Regions from separate parts of the Mus musculus genome. Here all the other regions are linked to region 1. Evidence: chromatin contacts called from public Hi-C and Micro-C data. All regions are on one chromosome and are shown on one strand. The core of a region is the stretch at or near the end of the contact, and the rest is flanking DNA. Distances in the headings are between cores, read along the strand shown.

What was found. A called contact is a pair of places that touch in the nucleus more often than the background predicts.
Region 2: a Micro-C map of the HL-1 cell line shows a contact between it and region 1, with 5 times the contacts expected there. The contact joins the promoter of Cpq here to the enhancer-like site in region 1. A contact is called at or near these places in 1 of 39 promoter capture datasets (liver), 2 of 484 Hi-C or Micro-C datasets (the HL-1 cell line and uterus) and 3 of 115 datasets of contacts at active chromatin or transcription factors (the SCID.adh cell line, acute myeloid leukemia and vascular smooth muscle cells).
Region 3: a Hi-C map of the C2C12 cell line shows a contact between it and region 1, with 2.0 times the contacts expected there. The contact joins two enhancer-like sites. A contact is called at or near these places in 2 of 484 Hi-C or Micro-C datasets (the C2C12 cell line and cortical neurons).

What each region holds. Positions count from the first base shown.
Region 1 is chr15:33,464,559-33,469,172 of GRCm38.p6, reverse strand. It overlaps Cpq (carboxypeptidase Q), which reads right to left. Exons shown (of 8, transcript NM_176073.4): 6 at 2,456-2,547. Among named protein-coding and RNA genes, the nearest start is that of 4930592A05Rik, 190 kb to the left of the region's middle. Within about 2 kb of position 2,677, at least 16 of the 459 cell types and tissues checked have an H3K27ac peak or open chromatin away from gene starts, as enhancers often do. A contact at or near this core is called in the C2C12 cell line, the HL-1 cell line and the SCID.adh cell line, where this site is marked.
Region 2 is chr15:33,081,324-33,086,212 of GRCm38.p6, reverse strand. It overlaps Cpq (carboxypeptidase Q), which reads right to left and starts at 3,084. Exons shown (of 8, transcript NM_176073.4): 1 at 2,891-3,084.
Region 3 is chr15:33,904,477-33,908,865 of GRCm38.p6, reverse strand. No RefSeq gene overlaps it. Among named protein-coding and RNA genes, the nearest start is that of Gm41290, 130 kb to the left of the region's middle. Within about 2 kb of position 1,540, at least 67 of the 459 cell types and tissues checked have an H3K27ac peak or open chromatin away from gene starts, as enhancers often do. A contact at or near this core is called in the C2C12 cell line, where this site is marked.

The DNA of each region.
Region 1 (4,614 bases), core at 1,428-3,927:
TTCACATACTAAGCACCAGTAGTTTTTATCTATTTCTTAGATATACAATAACTTAATGAATTTTCAGTAGCTTAGTAAATTTCAACAGGTATTAAAATAATTAAGCCAATATTTTACAAGATAGCATAATTATAAAATAAAGGTAGCTATTAATCAGAATATAATTTTAAAAATCAGTCTGGGCAATGAATTTTGTCCTATCACTTAATTTTATTTGTATATATTAATAAAAGCACATTATTAAGGCATATTTACTAAGAAAATATAGTGAATTACTTTCACTCCCATAAAGATTAACTAAACATGTTCATTAAAATATTTCTTAGATTTTATAAATGGAAAATAGAGTTACATTGAGAGAAAAAAAAAACAATAATTTTTTACATGTTTTTCTCCACAGCTGGTCCCATGTAAGCTTAGCCAGCTGTGCTGTGAAAGTTGACCCAACAAGAAGAAGACTGCGGATGCAGCTTTATAATAATACACTACCTCCATGCAAAATACTTGCTGTTGAATATAGTCCACAAAAAAATTACAAAATTTTCTTTTCCTATAAAACAGTACAGAGATTATTGCATGGGAATACTGTGAAACTATAATTTTTATCCTAAGACTGTGGGCCCATAAATATCTTCTGTAGAGAGACTACTAGTACAACTAGTGTAAAAGTTATTGTTGTAAGGTACAAGAGTAACGAATAAGCTTTTGTCACGTAAAGACTGATGTGGAAGGGTTGTTCTGAAAAATCCTGACAAAATGTAAAAGGTCACAGAAGCCCTGAAATTGGCAAGATAGATGTCAGCGTTAGCAGAATTAGCTTCACTGATTTAGAAAAATAGAGGTGCACAATGCTCTGGCTACTCCTCGAACCTGTGTGTCTGCCAATGTTCTGACCAGGTGTGTGCCCATTGCTGCACCTTCATTAGACTCTTTCCTTGTACCCCTCCCATACCCATTTCTTGAGAATAGACATTGTTTAGATCTGGAAATCCCCTACTCTCCCCCTTCTCCTTTCCCCCCTGAGGGCCTATAAACACTGGGACCTCTTTCCCCTCGAGGTCGACTCCTCTATCCCTGCGTGGGATATGAGTTGTCCCCAGAGCTCTGGCTTTCCCCGAATAAAGCCTCATGTGGTTTGCAACAAGCTCGGTTTATCGTGAGTTCCTGGGTGTCTGCTATTGTCCTGAGGCCTGAGCGAGGGGCTCCTCTTTCAGTTCCACTTCTTGTTATTGTTCTATGACAAAGGACCTCACTGTGATGTTACTTGTGAACTGTTTACACTTCTGAAACTGTGAATAACCTGTTTTATCCCCACTCCTGGGACTCATGATTTGCTTGTACATTCATACTTTTATGTATTTTTACATTATTTTATGTGTATGGTGTTTTGTCTGCACACATGTTTGTGATCCTTGTGCTTGTCTGGTACACATAGAAGTCAGGGGAGGGCATCAGATCCTTAGGGCTGGATGTCAGGGAGATTACAAGTTAGTATGTAGGTGCTGAAAATAGAAGTTTGGTCCTAGCCAGGTGGTGGAGGTGGTGGGGCACGCCTTTAATCCTAGCACTTGGGAGGCAGAGGCAGGTGGATTTCTGAGTTCCAGGCCAGCCTGGTCTACAAAGTGAGTTCCAGGACAGCCAGAGCTATACAGAGAAACCCTGTCTCAAAAAACCAAAACCAAAAAAAAAAAAAAAAAAAAAAAAAAGAAGAAGAAGTTTGCTCCTCCTCCTCCTCCTCTTCCTCCTCCACAGCAGGCATATACATACTTTCTTCCCCTGTTTACCTGGGGACAGTTAAATAGCTTCTCTTTGAGCTAATGTTCAACTTGTTCTCAAGGTTTCCTGTCCCTATACACTTTACTCTTTAAAAGTTGCTCTCTGAAGTAACCCCCCATCTACAGTGTTGAAGAAGGTTTGTAGATTAGAAAATTGTGGTCTTCCACAGTAGCCTTCTTGCTTCAGGAAGCACCGACTCCTAAGTTTAATATCCGACCAGGCAGTCCTCTGTGTTCCCAGTTCAGAGATCTGTGAATGACTCCCTCCTAACACCACGAAGCTGATGCTGCTTGTTGACTCCAGGTATCAGGGCCTCAAATCCCAGGACTTCAGAGAGAGAGCTTGGCTCAGTGGGGAGGCAATGGTTCTCTAGCTTCCTGCCATATATGAGCACAGCAGAACTATTAAGACTCTTAAGAAAATGGCAAGACTCAGCTAAGAGTTTTATAGGGCCATGAGTATGATCAGACAATAGAAGGGCCATTAGCCACACATAGCATCTTCATCTCACCAGAACATTCTTGCTGACAGGACTGGGTATTGGCCAGTTAGTTGGCCACAAAGGACTAAAAATTCTTAGACAATTATAGAGAATTTTAAAACCCAAATTCAAACCAATGCTTTTGGTTTATGCTGCTATTACAAATGTTAGTGTTCAGCAGATGTTGGATAGTTTTACCTTATGTAGCTCATAATACTGGGAGGCACCAATTCCTCCTTGTTCTTCTGCAGTCCAGAGCACCAGGCGCAGAGTCCTCTTTGGACGCAGCCCTGGGAAAATAATAAAACGCACGTCAATTTGTTTTGAATGTTTTTAAAGTGGTGGAGACCTCATCAGCACTGTGGCGATAAGAGTGAATTAGAGGCACCCGTCTCTTGCTGGTGTTATCATGCACACCTGCTTCAGGGTACAGATGACAGCACAAGGGTACAGCTTCAGAAATAATCTCCAGGGCAAAGTAAAAGTGAAAGTGGTTATGACCCATGTTATTTTCAGGGCCTAGTGTGTGGTCAAGTTCTGTGAAGTATTTATTATACTAATCTAGAAGGCAATGTCAGGAGGAGCCTAAGATCTTAAAGCCTCCCAGAGCTGTCAGTTGGAACCAAATCCCTTAACAGTACTTCAGGATACAGTGAGCAGGGATCACCTTAGCATGAATCCATGGACAAGGTTCTCACGCTCTCCACAGGAACTTAATAACTAAGAGGCTGATGCAAGGTCTGTGGTTAGTCATGGCCATGTACTGGAAAACAGAGTCATTCTGACAAGGTCAATGAAATGTAATTGAAGGAGCCTGCCATTTTTTCACATTACTTCACTAGCAGCATGGCAACCACCTCATGGATTTGCAATAAATAATGAGTATAGATAGTCCCAGACTCAACTTACTAATTTCTACATTGTAACCAAATATGTAGCTATTTAGTAGAAAACCACGTTTGGATTCTGAGGTTTTGTCTTTTCTTGTGCCAGAGACCAGCAGGATGATGCTTTCTCATATGACTGGACAGCAGTAGGAACAAACCACAGTTCCTAGTGGGTCACATGATTACAAGGAACAACCACCAATGCCCTCCACTGTGTGAAGTTGCTGTCACAGGATGCTTGACAGGTGAAGTGCTTGAACATACTTAGGATAGTGGTTCTCTACCTTCCTAATGCTGCAACCCTTTAATATAGTTCTTCGTGATGTGGCATCCCCCAACCATATGGTTCTTTTTATTGCTACCCATAACTGTAATTTTGGTCCTGTTATAAATTGTAATTTAAATACCTCTGTTTTCCAATGGTCTTGGGCAAACCCTGTGAAAGGGTGGTTTGACCCAGCAAAGGGGTCACAACGGTTGAGAACCACTGACTTAGGATTTTTCCTCACAACTTATAATGGTTTGGCAAGGATGCAGCCACCACTCTAAGCTGAGATCCTTTTACTTCAATTCTCAAGTTTTTAACTAATGGTAAACTTGTCACACCTAGAGTCTTGTTTTTTGGAGGGGGGTTACCAGGACTCTCCAGGAATCATTAACTGCAGATTAACTATTAACTTTTGTCTCAATTTTGAAAGTATGATAAAACAATGTTTTAAGTGAGCCACTTTGCTACCAAGGGCTAAAATTTCTCCTGCTTTTAACCTGATAATTGCTAGTAAGTAGCAAAAGCAGAGAATATAAAAGTGGCCTTCAATCTTATTCTAATGATTCATCCACCTTCCTGCAGGTGAAGTGTTAGAGATGATCGCAGTGGATTTTTCAGTGGCTCTGAGGCAGCCATATTACCAATCTCAGGTATATCCACATACCTGCAGCTTTCCACAAGCTACAGTTTGGGCAGTAAATGCTCCTGAGCCATCAAGCCCATCCTGCCCGCTCCAGGCACTGACACATTCTCCTTGCAGAAGCCTGATGATAAGAATCTTGAGGTAAGGAGCTCTACTTCCCTTGAGGTGAGCATAGCTGTGACATCATTTCACATGGAAACATTAGGTGAAAAAACCCAGGTCCCAGATGCCTGCAGTCTGAGTTCCTGGGAAAGCCTGAGCAAAGTACCTCCTCAGGAAATACTGCTGACACTTCTTTACAGTCTATATAGAGCCCAGGTCATTAGTCTCTGGTCCAAAGTTCCAGCCTCGACTGACTGAACCATTTCGGCCACCTATCTCTCTTGCTGCTGCAGCCCTCTCCTTCCCTCAGATGATTGTGGCTGGAAGGATCTTTGCAAAAGTGAAGCCAGACCACACTATTTTTCTGACCCAAACCTCCAATACTACTAGCTTCTGAAAGGCAAAGATTTAGAGTTTAAGTTATCTTTTCTTTTTTTTAAGCTACAAGTATGGTAGG
Region 2 (4,889 bases), core at 1,835-4,334, 380 kb after region 1:
TTGGGAGACTCAGGTGCATGGGCTGGTGACAGCAAGTTTGAAGGCAGCCTTGGTTACATAGTGAGTTCCTGAGCAACTGAACTACAGAGTAAAACATTGTTTTAAAACATAAAGGTTGAGAAGAGATAAAAGGATGGAGGAAAGAAGGAGCAAGGAAGGGAAGGAGAAATGATGAAATGAAGAAAGGAAGAACGTGTCCAGAAATAAAGAGAAAAGAATAATAATCTCAAGATGGAAAGTACATGAATGGATAGTTTGTTTTTAAAAGCTAAGTGGTTTAGAGAAAATATGAGTGGGGGCAGAGAAAGTACATTGCAAAGCTCCAGCCCCAGGGCAAGTAATAAAAGTTCCTGCTTTAATTTTTTTCCATAATATTGTGAGCAATAGGAAAGTCTATTCCATCTCACCAGCCTCAGGACAAAAAGCTCCAGCCTCCTGAGATAAATAAAATTGGCAAGGACTCTCGGCTTTCTAGGCACCAACCATTGGTTTCTGCCTTCCCTGAGACTAAACCTGGCAGGCAAAAGAAAACAAAATAATTTCCACTTATTTTATAGGCTACCTTTTTTGCTCTCATCAATTAATTATAAGGGTCCTGGAAGTCCATTTTACATTCCCAGTGTTCCCCATTAGGAGGATGTCAAGCAGCCTCTTACCAAAGACACAAAGTTAGGACACACACATACAAAAAAACAATGCTTAGATCTCATGGTGCAGTGCCCTTAAATGCTGGTCACTGAACCCTCAATGTCACCTACTTTAAATTCCCTAAATAAGTAAAAGGATGAGGATTTGTGAGCATTTAGGTTGAAAGTGTCAAATCATAGTGGAATTAAAACATTCTTATTTAGGTTTTTTGTTGTTTTTGTTGTTTGTTTGAGAGTATCTCACTTGGATGCTCAGACTGTCCTTGAACTTATAACAATTCTCATTACAGTTATAACTGTGAGTCACCATACCTGGCTGACAATTTGTGTGTGTGTTAACTATGTAGAAATCAGAGGACAATTTGCAGTGTGTGTGTCTGGTCCTGGGATTAAACTTAGTTCCCTCGAGTTGGAAGCATGTGCCTTTACCAACTGGCCATTTTGATGATGCTGGCTAATAATTTTTAAAATAATAAAATAACTAAATCCACCTTAGTAATCCTACTCCCTGGCTCCCATTCACAGTTCACTGGATATGGTAACAATATCCAAATTTTGTACATGTTCGAAAACACAAGGAAACCAGTCTTCCATACCACACAGACTTTCACAGCAGACATTGCCTGATCCCATCTGCTTATGTTCTGAGTCTTGGCTTCCTATTTTTCAAGTACTATTTCTGATAGTTAGGACAAAAGGAGTTTCAAGTTTGCCTTGCTCTTAAGTTTACGGTGAGGATTAGTAGGGTAATATAAGTAAGAAGTTTAAATGAACAATAAAAGTGTGTGGTCAGAGCACCATGAATATCAACTTGTACATTTCATAGTTGAATGACACATGAACCCACAACTGGCTATTTGGGAAAACAACCTGAGAAAGTCAGTCTTTTTCACTAAACAAAACATTTACTCTACCAGATAGACTTGAAATAGGTAGGTAAAAATATGCACCGGCACATGTCTGTGACCCCAGCACTAGCAGGGTGGAGACAAGAGGATTCCTGGAGCTCACTGGCCAACTGATCTAGCAGATTCACTGGACCCCCAGGTCCACTGAGATGTGCTGTCTCCAAAATTTAAAGAATAAAACCTTTGAGGAAGATACCTGTGTTAACCACAGGTCCATACACACATGTACATACACACACACATAATGAAGTTAAAATCTAAAGAGATCAAGTGACAATTCAAAGTCATTGATTTTGGTTTTATGGGGGGGGGGGGTTGTGGAACTTGGGGTCTAGGAAGCAAAACTACAGCAGTGATCAACTGTATTAAAGCACTCTTTATGTGTCATGCACACAAATTACTTTCCTCACTGTGACATATTTTGTTTTCTTCATTCACCTGCAACTAAACCAACCCTTGTCTAAGGAAAATAGACATTGTCCAGTCTTAGATTCATGAGAAGTGTCTGGATTTAAATACAAGTCAGCGACATGGTTCTGCTTTGAGATGTACCTTTGTACCTTGTAAATACATTATATATTTTGGTAACAACGCTGGCTCAAACCAAAAGTGGGGAGAATAAAGCACAAGCAAGCAAGAGTTCAGGTTATTTTGTTTTAGGCAAAATATATTTAATCCAACCAATGGAGATAATAAGGTGCAGGAGTCTAGTAACTAACAACTACAAAGAATCAAACTCCTCTTGATTAACCACAGAGATTGCAAAACACTTAACTCTGAGAAAACAGAGGCGAAAGCCTGTGTGTCTGATGTCTCCATTTCATATTCACTGTGCCATTCATATATTTTGCTCATTCTGCTGCATTTCCTACGCATTTGTCCACTTCATTCATTCAGTTCTACTTCACAGTCAATTATTGGATATTGAGTACGACTATGTATGACAAGTCAGACGCTGACAACTCGAAAATGGGGCCTTTCATATCAGAAATGAAAGAACAGAACTAGGTAGAAAGTGAAAGAAACCACCAAAGCTCTCCCACCCCGTCCTGGTAAAGCCTCTTGCAAGTCAGTTGACTAGGGAAAATTCCAGATAGGGCCTTGAAGGAAGCTCCTAGGCAGTCCAGGGACGGTGCAAGAGACCTTGAAGAAGAGACAGGCACCAGCAATTTTGGTCTCTGCCTCTGGGTTTCAGTGTAACTGCAGGCAGTCTCGTCCTATGCAAGGGCACTCCAGCCCGATCAGGAAGCTCTCTGGCAGCCAGGCCGGCTGACCTCAGCCCACCCTCCCGCCTCTGGGGAGCAGCTGGTCACCCACAGCCTGGGGGGCACTCACCTGATCACGAGGCTCTGCGGAGCAGCAGCGGCCACAACACCCGGTGAGGCCTGCAGACCACAGGCACGTTCGGGGGCGGGACCAGGAAGGTCCTCAGAGCGCACTGGAGCCACAGGGCGGGCCTCCAGAGGCCTCAGGAACAGCCCGGAGCCCCAGTAGTCTGCAGGCCTGGCTTCTTTGTGTGCCAGGACAGCTGTGGAGCCCTCCCTGGCCGGTGGGCGGAGACAAAGGTGCAACCGTCAGCCAGGCCCGAGGCCTGGGCTTTAACTGAGACTGTGGCTGGCTGGACCCGACCCTGAAAGGTCTCCTTGAGCCTGACTTAAGGCAAGTAGGGTCCCCAAGGCCTGGCTTCAAGAGACTTTGTTGGAACCGTCAAACTCCTTCCCAACAAAAGCAACTCAACAGTTATTTTGTTCATGTTATCAATCACCCAGTAGCTAGGGAGGATGGATATGCGGGAAGATGGCCCAGGACTTTGAGGCTTAGCAAGGGCTACAGAATAAATGAGACCCTGTCTCAAAAACAAAATGAAGCACCAGGTTATTTTCTCCCTTCCTTAATAGTTGAAAGACTGTAAGAAAGGAGGTGATCATGAAGGCAGGGGTCATGATCTAAAACTAGGAGATCAGAAAGTCATTTTCAGTCTAGGCATTGTATCAGGGAAAGAGCAATGCTATACTACTCTTGTAGTACATGTGCGCATATTTTTGGCCCATTTATCTATCTGTCTATCTATCTATCTATCTATCTATCTATTCATTCATTCACTTTACATCCTGATCACAGTAGCCCCTCTGCTTTCAGCTCCCCCTTCCCACAGCCCCTGTTTTATCCTCTGCCCCCTTCTCCTCTGAGAAAAGGAAGGACCCCCTTGTGAACCAGTATACCCTGACACATCAAGTCACTGCATGACTTCAGTAGTTTGGGGACCTGCATAAAGTCCAAACTGCAACATGTGCACATGTTTTTAATGTTTTATGTTTTGATAAGTCCAAATTTCTTTACTTAGCCAGACTCTTATCAAAGTTATCTTTGTAAAATACTTTCCAGTTCCTGTCTCTCCTCTTAAAACACACACACACACACAGACATACACACACACAAAACCAAGGAAAAACTTAGGCATGCTGATCCATGTATGTGTTATCTCAAAACACAGAAAATAGAGGCAGGGATATTTTGAGTTTCAGGCTAACCTGGGCTACATAGGTAGATGCTAAGAAAAAGAAAACTCACATACTTAAAAAACAGGAAAGAAAAAATTAAGCATATACAAAGAAAATCATTTTGAGTCCTTTCACCTATGTACAATATAACAATCCCTCTAAACTTTGACTAGTCGCGTTGCCTTTCACAAAATATCACTTCTGTGAGGTATTCAAGGGTCTTTTCAACATGGTCCTAGCTGGCCTTTCCACAAATGGTCCCTGGGGAGTCATATCTAGTCCCAATGATTTACATTTCTCTGAAACTATCTTTGATGAAGAATAGGTTGGATTATTTCCAATCTCCTACAACAGGCTAATTTTGTAAAATGAAATTAATAATCTAGCAAAGGTAACTGAAAAGCTATAAAATGACAGACTCTAGTTTTGTGGAAAAACAAACCTACAGGTTTGCAACAAGTGAAATATCACCTTTTTGACGCTTCTAGCTGCTTACACTCGACTTCTGTGTTTAGCTCATCGTGCACCTGTAAAGACGGCCCATAGACTGTCTCTCTAAGTATAGCTTAGATGGCAGTGCCGTGCTCATGCCGTGCCCAATGCTTCCCAGCCTTTTCTTATGCTGTAAAAGTTCTCTGTCATTGACTCACAATGTAATAATGACAAGACTTGAACTTTAATTGAATGCTTTTTACTAACACTTTATGCGGATTATCTGTGGGTGTTTCTCAGCCCTATGAGCTAGGTATTATGACTATTATTTCTACTTCACGGATGAGTAATTTGAAAGCTAGAGAGGTCATGACACACCCTGTGAGGTCAGGTTGACGTTG
Region 3 (4,389 bases), core at 291-2,790, 440 kb before region 1:
GGGCTTCTTGCTGTTTATCTGACTTCTCCTGTATTTCTTTAAGGGAGTTATTTATGTCCTTATTATAGTCCTCTATCATCATCATGAATTGTGATTTTAAACCAGAGTCTAATTTTTCTGGTGTGTTTGGTTATGCAGGACTTTCTGTGGTGGAGAACTGGGTTCTGATGATGACAATTAGCCTTGGTTTCTGTTGCTTATGTTCTTGTCCTTGCCTGTCACCATCTGGTTATCTCTGGTGCTAGCTGGTCTTGCTGTCTCTGACTGTGACTTGTTTCTCCTGCAAGCCTGTATGTTGTATCTGTACTTTTAGGAGACCAGTTCTCTCTGGGAAGAATTTGTATATGAAGAGCTGTGGCACAGGGTCAGTTCTGGCCATAGACAGGAACTGGAACTATCCTGTCCCAGGCTGCTCCTTGGTTCCTATGTCCTGAAGGCTACCCGACGGGTCTGTCAGAGCAGAAGTGATGGTCTTACCTGTGTTCATAGGCATGTCCACACTCTTGGGAGGCCAGCTCTTTTCCAGTGGTATTTGGGTATGTAGTACTGTGGCACAGGATCAGATCTGGATGCTGTTGCACAGGATCAACTCCTGACTGAACTGAATATTTAACCATTCCTCTCTTCAGACCTGGACACCGAATCCCTACTGAGGTGATGACCTTTCATCTGGCTATTCCCAGTTCCAAAATACCTTGTCATCAAAGGTATAGAAGCACTCACATGGGTTTCTTTACTGCTACAAACTACAATCCTGGAGCCTATCCCAAGTAACAAAGTCACTACTGTTGCTTGTGAAATTTAGAGTCTATAGGTTGCTTCTAGGATTGGGATGAGCTTCATCCAAATTCTTTATTATACTGGAAATCATTTTGGCTTTAATTAGAACATATTGGTACCCAGGAATAGACTATAGTTGGGAGAACAAAGAGATTTTTTTGTGAAAGAAAGTTGAGGGTTGTATTTAACAACTGACATTTCTTTGCCCTAAGGACATGGTTGAAAGTTAGACAGTGTTCTTTATAATTGGTACTTAATCAGCATCTACTAGATGAACAAAATAAGGTAAGTGTGAATTGGATATTGATGGATGAGTAAACTTAGATAAAAGAATAGATGAGGTGAACAGGAAGATATCTCTAGTACAAACTCACCAAAGGCACAATGCAAAGATGAATGTGAGGCATTTAATAAAATATAGATGTCCATAAGGCTGTAAATGAAAATAGGATGTGTGGAGAGAGTTTAGGTTCTTGTTACTGATATTAGAGCATTCTGGTTGACTTTTAGCAGAAGATGAGGTAGAGAATTTAATCCTAATTTTGTAAATATCTGTTAAATGGCAATCAGTTTGACCCAAAGACTAAAGAATGTTAAGTTGTCCCTGTGGCTTGCACAGTCACCATCTCCAGGCATGTGAGCTCTTCCCAGGATAACAAACTAAGCCTGTGGGATTCTCACCGTGCCTCACTTCCTGCCTCTCTTATTAGCAGCATTCTTCTCATGTCTCCTTCAAAGCATCTGAGCTGGATGACTAACCTAAAAGCAGCCCACGGAGTGGGAGATGTGGCTCTCCACCTCACAGCTGCTGTTGGCTCCTGGGTTACCAGCTGATTATTTCTTGGTTTCTGAATCCCAAGGGAAAGGTTGTGGGGCCTGAGCCTGACTCAGGAGTGAGTCAGAGCTGAGCATCAAAGATGAAGGACTCCCTGCAGCTGGACACCCTCTTTCAGGGGGATCAAAAATACTGAAAAGGAGAATGGACATTTATATTATTAATCTTTTAAAGAACGTTATGCAACTGACTAGTGTGTTATGGAAAGTCTGAGCTCAGTAGAGGAAGAAAACATAATACTGAAAGCTGAATGCAAGGAAAAATCATTAAAGAAAAATGTAAAACCCATACCACACCCACAGCTGTTCACGGAACTGACCGTGGTTTACTGATTCAGCCTGCTTCTTACTTGCTGTTTTTTCTCTCCTACATGCTCTTCTAACCTTCTCCCCTTTCCTGTTCTCTGCCACTAGTTGAGTTATCCACCCCCTAACTCCCAGGGTGCCTTGTTTTGTATGGACTGTTCCAAGGGTTTTTCATTTGTCATTGTTGTTCACACACACACACACACACACCACAGTTCCCCCCTCTTCTCTTAGTTCATCCATGTCACCTCCCTTCTGCCTACCTTCATCCACTCCTTTTCCATTTCTCTTCAGAAAAGGGCAAGCCTCTTATGGATTGCAACTAAATATGTCATGTTAAGTTTCGGTAAGACTAGACTCTCCCCATGTATTAAGGCTGGACAAGGCAACCCAGTAGGACAAAAAGGGCCCAAAGCATGCAAAAGAGTCAGAGACAGCTCTGATAAGTGGATATATTAGCCCAGAAGCCCAGAAGCCCAGAAGCTCAGAATACCCAAGATACAATTCACAAACCACATGAAACTCAAGAAGAAGGAAGAACATAGTGTGGATACTTCTATTCATCTTAGAAGCAGGGAACAAAACACCCATGAAAGAAGTTACAGAGACAAAGTATTGAGTGGAGACTGAAGAAATGACCATCTAAAGACTGACTTACCTGGGGATCCATCCCATTTACAGTCACCAAACCCAGACACTGTTGTGGATGCCAACAAGTGCTTGCTGACAGAAGCCTGATATAGGTGTCTCCTGAGAGGCTCTGCTAGTGCCTCACACATACAGAGGTGGATGCTCACAGCCATCCATTGGACTGAGCACAGGATCCCCAGTGAAGGAGCTAGAGAAAGGACCCAAGGAGCTGAAGGGGTTTGCAGCCCCATAGAAGGAACAACAATATGAATTAGCCAGTTCCCGCACAGCTCCCAGGGACGAATCCACTAACCAAAGAGGGACTTATGGCTCCAGCTGCATATGCAGCTGAGGATGGCCTAGGTGGTCATCAGTGGGAGGAGAGGCCCTTTGTCCTAAGAAGGCTCGATGCCCCAGTGTTGGGGAATGCCTGGGCCAGGAAGCAGGGGTGGGTGGGTTGGTGAGCAGGGGTAGAGGGTAGGGGATAGGGGTAGGGTATTTTGGAGGAGAAACCAGGAAAGAGGATAACATTTGAAATGTAAATAAGGAAAATATCCAATAAAAAAGAGTCCCAGTAAAAGACCAAGCTACACACCTGTAACATATATACAGAAGATCTAGGTCAGACCCATTCAGGCTTCCTGGTTGTTGATTCAGTCTCTGTGAGACACTATGAGCTTAGATTAGCTGATTTTTTTTTCTTGTGGTGTCTTTGACCCCTCTGGCACCTACAATCCTTCCTTGAGCTCCACCTAACTTCTGTATCACTATTTTCTGGATGAAGTCTCTCTGATGACAATTGGGCCAGACACCAATCTATGAGTATAGCAGAACCATTTCATTGACTTTTTTTTTTTTTTTTTTTTTTTTGGTTTGAATGTTTGGTTCTATTCTAGGTCTAGGGCTGTCCAGCCTCTGGGTCCTGACCCTTGTAAGGTGTTTTCTGTAAACTCATGCTTTTTCCTTCCAGCATCCAGCTTATAGAATAATGACTCTTAGACATAAAATATTTACAAATACCTAGGCCATATAGCCACTATCTCATAACCTAATAACCTATTTATCTTATTCTTTGTTAAGACACATGGCTGGTTACCTCTGCTCAGGTTCATATGTTTGTCCTTCTTAGTGTCCCTGGGGTGAATCCTCTCATGTTTGGCTCTCTTCCAGAATCCAATCTTTCGCCTGGATGTTCCACCTTCTGTTTTCTGCCTAAGCTTATAGGCCAACAGGCTTTTTATTGACAGGTGACTGTTTCTACACATTGCACAAAGTACTTCTTCTACAGGCCCTCCAGCGTCAGGATAGGCTCCTTCTCATGTTGTGGGTCTCAGGCTGGACCAGTCATTATATGGCCATTCCCAGAATTTCTGCACTACCTTTACCCAAGCACATCTTGTAGGCAGGACAAATTGTAGGCTGAAGGTTTTGTAGCTGGGTTGGTGTCTCAATCCCTTCACTGGAAGTCTTGTTTGGTTACAGAAAATGGCTGATTCAGGCTTCATATCCCCCATTGCTAGGATTCTTAGCTAGAAACACCCATGTAGATTCCTGGGAGTTTCCATTGCATGAGGTTTCTAGCTCATCTCTAAGATACCTTCCCCCTCCAATTTCAGTTGTCTCTCCCTATACTCTCTTTCTTTATCCTACCCCAGACATTATCCCTCCTGTTCCCTCTCCTGAATTCCTTCTACCCACTATGATTATTCTATTCCCCCTTTTTAGGTAGATTAAAATATCCACACCTTGTGTCCTCCCTATTACTTAGCTTCTGTGGGTCTGTGGGTTGTAGCATAGCTATCCTTTATAGCTAATGTCCACTTATAAGTGCATATATAC